3 separate regions of the Mus musculus genome follow, and regions 1 and 2 are each linked to region 3. The links are chromatin contacts, called in public promoter capture Hi-C maps. All regions are on one chromosome and are shown on one strand. The core of a region is the stretch at or near the end of the contact, and the rest is flanking DNA. Distances in the headings are between cores, read along the strand shown.

Region 1 (2,691 bases), core at 137-2,636, 4.7 Mb after region 3:
GGCGTGTAGAGCTGACAAGGGGGTCCAGAGATTTGCAGGGACTTATGTGACAGGAGAAGGTTGAAGAAAGACTTCCTGGAGAGGGGATGAAGGAGCCCCACGCAAAGGTCACTTTTCCTGGTTTCACAATTGCTTCCTGTGACAGGGAATGCTAAAACAGCTTTGAGAGCCCTGCCAAAACCTACAACATAAGCCTTTCCACTAGGACTGATGGGTAAAACCTTGGCTCACAGGGCAGCTCAACGCTGGTCACCCTCAGACTGGCCAGAGACTGGAGGGGGAGGACCCTCTCTCAGCATGACCCACAATTATACCACCCCCCATCCATAGCAGTATCCCAGGCTAGTTTCTACCCTCTGAACAGAGGCAGAACCCTCCTTCTCCAGCCCCCATCCAGCATTCTTGGGATTTTGTTCCACACTGCCTCGGCGTGTGAGGATCCTGGAGTAGACTGATCTGTGACCCCTTACTTTGACCTGTGACCCTCTCTTCCATCCCGCGGTCCTAGCAGCCTGCTCTTTCCCTCAGCCACTCACCTGCCGACGCGCCAGCCCACTTCTCCTCCCCTCCCCCCAAGGTGGGGAAGGAATGGCGGGCAGAGAAGGAAGGCGGAAGGGGGGTGACATTCCTTGGATTCCCTGGATGGGGGGAAGTGAAGGAGTCAAGGAGAGCAGAGCAGAGCAGAGGGAGGGGCACCCCATCCCCACCTCATCACCAAAGAGGCCGACCAGGACTGGGAATTGAAAACCCATTAGAGAAAAGATTGACCTGACCAGTTCCAGGCCACTGCTCAGTCAGAGGAGGGGCGCTTCCCAGCAAGGTGGCTGCCTCTAAGGGGAGGGCATCCTAGGGCACTCAGGGAAGAGCCGGTCATGCAGGAGAGACTACAAAGAGAGACCAGCACAGGCAACTAATCACATCAGGGACCGCTGGTCAAAACCGACAGTTCACAAACCAGGGCGATGGCTCACCCTTGTAATCCCAGTACTTGGGAAACTGAGGCAGAAGGCCAGCCTGAGCTACAGTGGGCCACCGACTCCAAAAAGAAAATAAACTAGGAAAAAGATTCACCTGCAGTCGAGGGCCACATGCCACCTTGGGCATGCGTGTCAAGACCCCGCAGGTGGCCAGGAAGGAAGGGAACGAGTATCTGCGCGCTTTCCCTTAGATTCCAGCTCGAGGCTTGACTGGAGGGTCGGTCCCCACGGCTGAGGAGGAGAGCCGCAGGCGTGGGTTGGATGGAGCAGCGCGCGGCGGTGCTAGCGGGTCCCCGCGCGCGCGAGGGTGGGAGGTCCTCTCAGGGCAGTGGGAGGTCTTGGCCCTGCGCCCAGCTTGGGGATGGGGTGGGCGTGGTCAGGGGCGTGGTCAGGGGCCTGGCCTCCGCTGCCAGCTTCAGGGCGGCGGAGAGCCTCGCCCGGGCTCAGTCACTGCCGCCACTGCAGGGAACATGGAACCCCCTGACGCCCGCGCAGGGCTGCTGTGGCTCACCTTCCTGCTGTCGGGCTACTCAGGTATGACTTGGGGCTGAGGGCAGAGCTGAAACTTGAGGTTGGGGCTTGTGGGGCAGGCCCCTGGAGTCCCCGAGAAGACAAGGGGAACAAGCTTCCATTTCCCCAGGGATCACAATCTAGGGATTCCCCAGTAGGGAGGAAGGCGGGAGGCCTTGGGGTGCACCCGATCTGAGAGCTAAGGATACCCTAGCTCTGGAGCAAACACATCTGAGACAGCTGTCCCTCCCCAGCTCTTTGGGAATCCTGGAGTCTAAGCCCTGCGACCCCTAATAACCTTGAGTACCTGGAATCTGGGATCTGTAGCCCCTAGTCCCTTAGACTGGAGTCCAGCCCCTCCCCTCCCCCATAGTCAAAATAGGTTCTGCTAAGATACTGAAGATTAGCATCCCGGAGCTGTTCTCTAAGTGATTAAGCTCAGAGTTTCCTCAGAGAAACGGGGGACCCTGCGGTTAAAGCACTTTCTAGAATGTTAGGGTTTCCCCAAAATTCAGAGTTTAGGCTGCCTCTAAAGGACCCGCCTCTCTCTGAAAGGGCCGGAAGAACCGAGCCTGACAGAGAAGGTGGAACAGTGTTTTCCGACTGACAGGGCCCCTTTCCTGAGGGCCCCGATAAATCCACACACCTGCATGTGGTGAAGTGGGGAGGAGAAACAGGGGCGGGGGGACACTGGGGACAGGGTGAAGAGAGATCAGGGAAGACAGGATATCTGGCTGCTTGGCTGCTCACAACCAGTCCAGAGCACCAGCTTGGCCCCCAACCAGCTCCCCTGGGACAGGCTGGGCCCAGAGGTGGGTGCCTGAGAACCAAGGCTCCTGGCACAAACGTGATATAGAGTGGGAACCCAGGAGTAGTCTGTGCCAGGTTAGGCGGGAAAGGAATGATGCCAGCCCAGAGGGTAGATTCTCAGCAAGAACCGTGCTACCTGCCAGACCCTGACAGGAATCCAAGACCCAAGTTCTCAGGTCCCTAGGACTCAGAGATCCGTGTTTCCCACATGCAGCCTGCTATACCTCGGGCAGCTAGTTGTCTAAACTTCCAGTCCTTTCTCCCTCAGGACCCAGCCTCACCTCTGCCCAGGTGACTCACCTCACCCTTTTCAAGCTTCTCTGGTAAAGAGATGGGGGGGGGGTGTTGTCAAGGGGCGGGTAGGGGGCTCTGGCGCCAAGCTGGGCAGGTCTCA
Region 2 (2,812 bases), core at 207-2,706, 4.6 Mb after region 3:
CATACACATCCAGGCATACACATACATACATACACACATACATACATAGCAGTTTAGAATCTATCAAAATTGAAAACAGACATTAAAGAACAGCAAAAAAAAAAAAAAGTTAATAAGAAAAATGTAAAGGTTGGTGTCAGCTTCCCCAGGAATCCGACTTTTCCACCGTTTGTTTTCTTTCACTTCAGGAAGCTAACAAGCTCTGTGTGTGTGTGTGTGTGTGTGTGTGTGTGTGTGTGTGTGTGTGTGTGTGTTATGGGAAAGGACTAGAGACGCTGTATTCACAGGGCAGAAACAGGGAGGGAGAGAGAAGGGCACAGAACTTTTTCCCTTTTCGGGTGTGTGTGGGAGGTGGTTTAGTGACCTGCCAGTTTATACCACAGCAATGGGGAGATCTGGGAGAAGGGGAAGCCCACAGTCATGACAGCATGGTCAGAGAAGGAACAGAATGGTTACAGGCTCTCAGTGTGGAAATGCCACAGGACTCAAGAAACTCCAGAGATTTCCAGAAGACTTGCCCCTCAGATTCCCATTCAGAATTAACCGAGAGCAGGAACTGGGGGGGGAGGAGGTGAAGGTTGGGGAGCACAGGCCCGGCATTGCTGCATTCCAAGGTGTTGGGAGGAAGATCAGGAGTTCAAGGGTAGTCTAGAACAATCGTTCTCAACCTGCGAGCTTCAACCCCTTTGGGGAACCATATCAGATATCCCACATGTCATATTTACATTATGATATTTACATGTCCCATATTCACATTATGATTCATAACAGTAGCAAAATTACAGTTATAAGTAGCAATGAAAATGATTTTATGATTAGGGGTCACCACAGCATGAAGAACTGTATTAAAGAATCCGGGCATGGTGGCACACGCCTTTAATCCCAGCACTTGGGAGGCAGAGGCAGGCTGATTTCTGAGTTCGAGGCCAGCCTTGTCTACAAAGTGAGTTCCAGGACAGTAAAACCCTGTCTCGAAAACAAACACACAGAAACAAAAACAAACAAAGAAAAAAAGTATCGCGCACTGGGAAGATTGAGAACCACTGACCTAGAATGTGCTTCATGAGACCTTATTTCTTTTTTTAAACAGTTTCACTGTGTAACTCAGACGAGGCTGGATTTGTCTACGGTGGACCCGGCTGACACAGAACTCACAGATCTGCCTGCCTTCCAAAGTGCTGTGATTAAAGACATTTGAAGCCTAGCCCCCTGCCCCCCATTATTTTTAATTAAAAAAAAAATCCGGGATGATCTCACGTGGCCCAGGCTGGCCTTAAACCCGCTTTCAATTCTGATGATCCTCTTGCCTCCATCCTCCCCACCCGACTCAGGTGCTGGGATGACAGGTTTACAGAACACTAATCGTCAGGGTCGTTCACTCATCAACCAGCCCGGCAGACGTGCTTGGCTGTGTGCGCCTGCCCAGCAGGGGACCGCCCTCAATGGGCCGTCCCTAGGCGGCACCCGCTTAGCTGAGATTCCAGCACTTGACTTCAGGGTTTCGGAGAGATAAGGCGCTTGGCCGTTACTAACTGGACTACAAAGAGCTGGATCGGACCGGAACCACATGGCTCAACTCGCCCGAGCCACCCGCTCCCCGCTGTCATGGCTGCTGCTGCTGTTCTGCTATGCACTCCGGAAAGCGGGTAAGTAGCCCCGCGCCCCGCGCCCCGCGCCCCGCGCCCCGCGCCCCGGCCTGTGCGCACCTCGAGAGGCCCTCCCAGGCCACCCGATCCCTTCTTCCCGGCCCAAAGTCCTAGGTCTGGATTCTGGAGCAGAGATTCCAGAAAATAGGGCGTGGTGACTCACACCGGCCACCGGAGTACAGGGGAGGATGAGGTAGGAGGGTTGCCTTGAGTTCCAACGTAGCCTAGACTCGGGAATGAGAACCGGATTTGCTCCACTTCGCGCACGCTTGCGCACGCGCACACACACACACACACACGCGCGCGCGCGCGCACACACACGCACGCACGCGCGCAAAAGATGTTTTATTATTGTAAAATAAATGACTCGTACACTGAGAAAAAGTCTGGGTGACTCATGCCAGGAACCTTAACCCTAGTGGCCACACTCTCTCCAGCAAGTTAATCGTGACTGACTCAGAGTTGATTTATTAGTTCATTTTCCTTTCGCTGAGTTGGAGACTGAAGCCTCACTGGGGAATTGTAGCACAGGAGTCTACCCCTGAGCACACAGGGTGCTGAGGATAGACCCTTGGTCCTCACACAACCTAATTCGGAGCCCTGTGCTATTCCCATTGTTTCAGTGGTTGACCAGCAGCAAGTCAGGCTGGGCGCTCAGAGTGAGCTCAGAGTGACTGGAACCAAAAAACCAAACCAAACCAAACCAAAACAGGGAGGTGGTGGCTCATGCCTTTAACCCCAATAGGGGAGGCAGAGACAGGTGGAGCCCCGTACAGGGGTACCCTAGGGTCACCATGACGGGTCCTGGGTTCCCAGAACTTCACTCTGAAGTCATTATCAGACTTCTCAAGTATTCAGAAATGCCTGATACTGTATTCCCTAATGTTGAGGGCCTACTGTGTATTGGGCTAAAGGAGAGAGTCTCACATAGGGCCTAGCAGAGTGACTATTGAATGGCTCGGATTCAAACCCCACCGTATCTTGTCGTCTTATGCCTGCGTGATCCCCCTAGCAAATTCTTCTATGCCTCCATTTCTGCATATGTAAGTGGTACCTGAAGCCCAGTGTGATGGTGCTCACCCTTAATCGCAGAATTTAGGAGGCAGAGGCAAGCAGATCTCTGAGTTCCAGACCAGCCTGGTGAATGTACTGAGGTGATGTTTAGT
Region 3 (2,688 bases), core at 40-2,539:
TATAAGAAACACAGGGTTCTAAGTGTGAGCATTCAGGTGACATTTCCTGACCTTGTCCCCAGCCTCAGGGTCACCGTGTCTTGGGTGGGGGCTGGGGGGTCCTCCAGATTCCCATAGTGAGTGAGAAAGACATGTGGATGTCCTGGAGGGGGCTCTTCTGTGAAGTGTGGCTTGGATGTGTGAACGGGTGGGAGGGTTTGGGGGAGACATTTGTGGAATCCACGTGTGTGCTCACATGCCAATGTTCCCTATATGCCACTTCACACATCTATACTGTCACTGCCCTGCCTGACACCACTCTTCTCCAGGAGCGAGGAGGGATACAGAGATGGGAAAAGGAGGATGGAGGATGCATGGAGAGAGGAAGCAGATTTGGGGGAGAGGGAGACAGTGGGGTAGAGAGGAGAAAGGAGGCAGCTAGGCAACAGAGGCTGCTAGAGAAATGGGAGAATGATAGGGGACAGAGAAGGGAAGAGATACAGGATGTCAAGGAGACGGGGAGAGAGATGGTGAATGGGGACATAGAGGGACGACAGCAGCACAGGAGGCGGCAGAGTGAATAGAGGATGGGGGGCAGGCAGAGTGACCCAGGAAAAAGGGACAGAGGTGGGGGACAAAGGCGGCGTGGAGAAACGGGAAGGGGGAAACAAGGAGAAAGGAGGACAGAGGGAAGGAAGGACAGGACTTGAAGACTGAGGGACAGAGGACAAGGGCTGGGGGAAAATGAGAGAGAGAGAGAGAGAGAGAGAGAGAGAGAGAGATCTAAAGACTAGGACCGAAGGACAGTGGGACCGGCCTGGAGAAGGAGGGCTTGGGGACATAGGGGGAGGGAGGGTCTCGGGCCCTTTGTCCCCGCGGGATCGGGGCCTGTGCGGGGTGGGGGGGCTGCGGCACGGCGGCCGGGGCCCGCGTCCCCCCTCCCCTGCCCGCGGCTCTGGGCTCCTGGCCCGCGCTGCGCTTTGTCCCGGGGACGAGGGTCTCCCGCAGCCCCCCCCCCCCACGCAGCGCATTGTTCCGGCCTCTGCAGGCCCCCAGGCGACCCAGCTGTCACAGCGACGAGACCCCCTCCCCAACCCGACCGCAATACGCACACCTCCCTCGTCACCCCGATCCAGCCCACCGACCCGGCCCCCACCTCCGTCACCCTACCTGGCCCCGCCGCGGCCGCCCACAGCAGCAGCAGCGGCCACTGGAAGCGCCGGGCCCGGCCCATGGTGCCGCCGCCGCCGCCGCCACCGCCGCCGCCACCGCCGCCGCCGCTCGCTCCCGGCCCGGCACCTGCACCTCCCGCGCCGTCGACCCCGCCCCCGAGTCCAGTCCCGCCCTCTGCTCCGCCCACTGCGCGCCTTGGTGGGCGTGGCGTCAGCTAAGGGGCGGGGACCGGACGGGGACAGAGGGGCCCAGACAATGCGGGGAGAGGGAGGACGGGAGCGCGGAAGGGCGCGCACGGGGGTGGGAGAGCAGGACAGCATGCGGACCCGGGCGCGAGGGCAGGGCGTGAGCGTGACGGCGTCGTGGGAGCCAGTGGGGGAGGACTTGGGAGAGCGGAAGGTCGTGAGGGTCGTGTGAAGGTGCAAAGGTGTGCGTGCGTGTGCGCGCAGGCGTAGCCTGGACTAGCGGAGCTCCCTAGAGGACGCTGCACGGGAGACACGGGGAAGATGCGCAGGAGATGCACCGGAGTGTGCGCGGAAGATGCACGAGAGATGCGTGGGAGAGGCGCGGGAGATGCACGGGGGAATGTATAGAAGACACACGGGAGATGCGGGGAAGATGCACGGGGGTTGTGCAGAAGCTGCTTGGGAAACCCATAGGGGGTGCGTGGGAGATGCTTGGGAGATGCGCGAGAGGGCGATGCTCGGAAGCGCGCGAAGGTGCGGGGTGCTGGCGTGTGCTGTGAGTGTGAGCTTTGGGGGAGAGGAGTGTGATGATGCCACAGTGAATGTGGGCAGGGAAAGACTGAGAGGCTGGGCAGCAGCGGGTGGCTGAGCAGGTATGGACTTCTTTGGGCAGGGCATAGAATAGTGTCCGCTCCCTCCCTCTAGTCCTGACCATGACTCGCCAAGTTTCAGTCTTCTTTCCCTGGGAGGGGCCTCCAGAAAGCTAACCAGACTGGAAGGAAGTCTTAACCCTAGGCCCTGGGGAGAGCGAAGCCCCTGCCTGGGGCAATCTTCCAGGTATGGCATCCAGACGCTGTACTCTTTCCCACACTGTCCAGTCAAGTCTGTCTGTGTGACTCTGCCTTTCAGGTTCTGTTCCTCATCCTGGGGGGCTGACTCATCCCTCCAAACTTTGCTCTCTTTTTTCTTCTTGGGTGTGGGTTCCCCTGAACCCACCCCTGTGGCCACCTGAAGGCCTGGAGCAGGCTTATGACTCATAGGACCAAGAAGAGGAAGAAAGTGAGGTGCTGGTGGCCTCTGCCTCTCACAGGACTCAGGGACAGCAGGTAAACTGGGTCAACATATGCCCATTCTGAAAAGCTCGGCTTTTTATTTTCTCTCCATCACTTCTAAACTGTTGTATATCCAGGTCAACCAAGGGTCATCATCACATGACACACTTCCTGTCCAGTGCCTAGCTCCCAGCATCCTCTCTGTCTTTAGTCCCAAATTCATCAACTCTTATGTCAGGACCAAAACTCCTAGCATCTTGTTTCAAGGACCAAGGCTCCCAGCAGCCTCTCTGTTCTCT

The links. Promoter capture Hi-C pulls out the DNA fragments that hold promoters and counts their contacts.
Region 1: a contact with region 3 is called in a promoter capture Hi-C map of embryonic stem cells. The contact joins the promoter of Bcam here to the promoter of Cadm4 in region 3. A contact is called at or near these places in 5 of 39 promoter capture datasets (cranial neural crest, embryonic stem cells, frontonasal cranial neural crest and 1 more).
Region 2: a promoter capture Hi-C map of embryonic stem cells shows a contact between it and region 3. The contact joins the promoter of Pvr here to the promoter of Cadm4 in region 3. A contact is called at or near these places in 2 of 39 promoter capture datasets (cranial neural crest and embryonic stem cells).

The regions. Positions count from the first base shown.
Region 1 is chr7:19,769,227-19,771,917 of GRCm38.p6, reverse strand. Bcam (basal cell adhesion molecule) reads left to right here and starts at 1,386. Exons shown (of 15, transcript NM_020486.2): 1 at 1,386-1,511. The coding sequence starts at 1,448.
Region 2 is chr7:19,919,787-19,922,598 of GRCm38.p6, reverse strand. Pvr (poliovirus receptor) reads left to right here and starts at 1,456. Exons shown (of 8, transcript NM_027514.2): 1 at 1,456-1,646. The coding sequence starts at 1,568.
Region 3 is chr7:24,480,624-24,483,311 of GRCm38.p6, reverse strand. It overlaps Cadm4 (cell adhesion molecule 4), which reads right to left and starts at 1,289. Exons shown (of 9, transcript NM_153112.3): 1 at 1,150-1,289. The coding sequence starts at 1,213.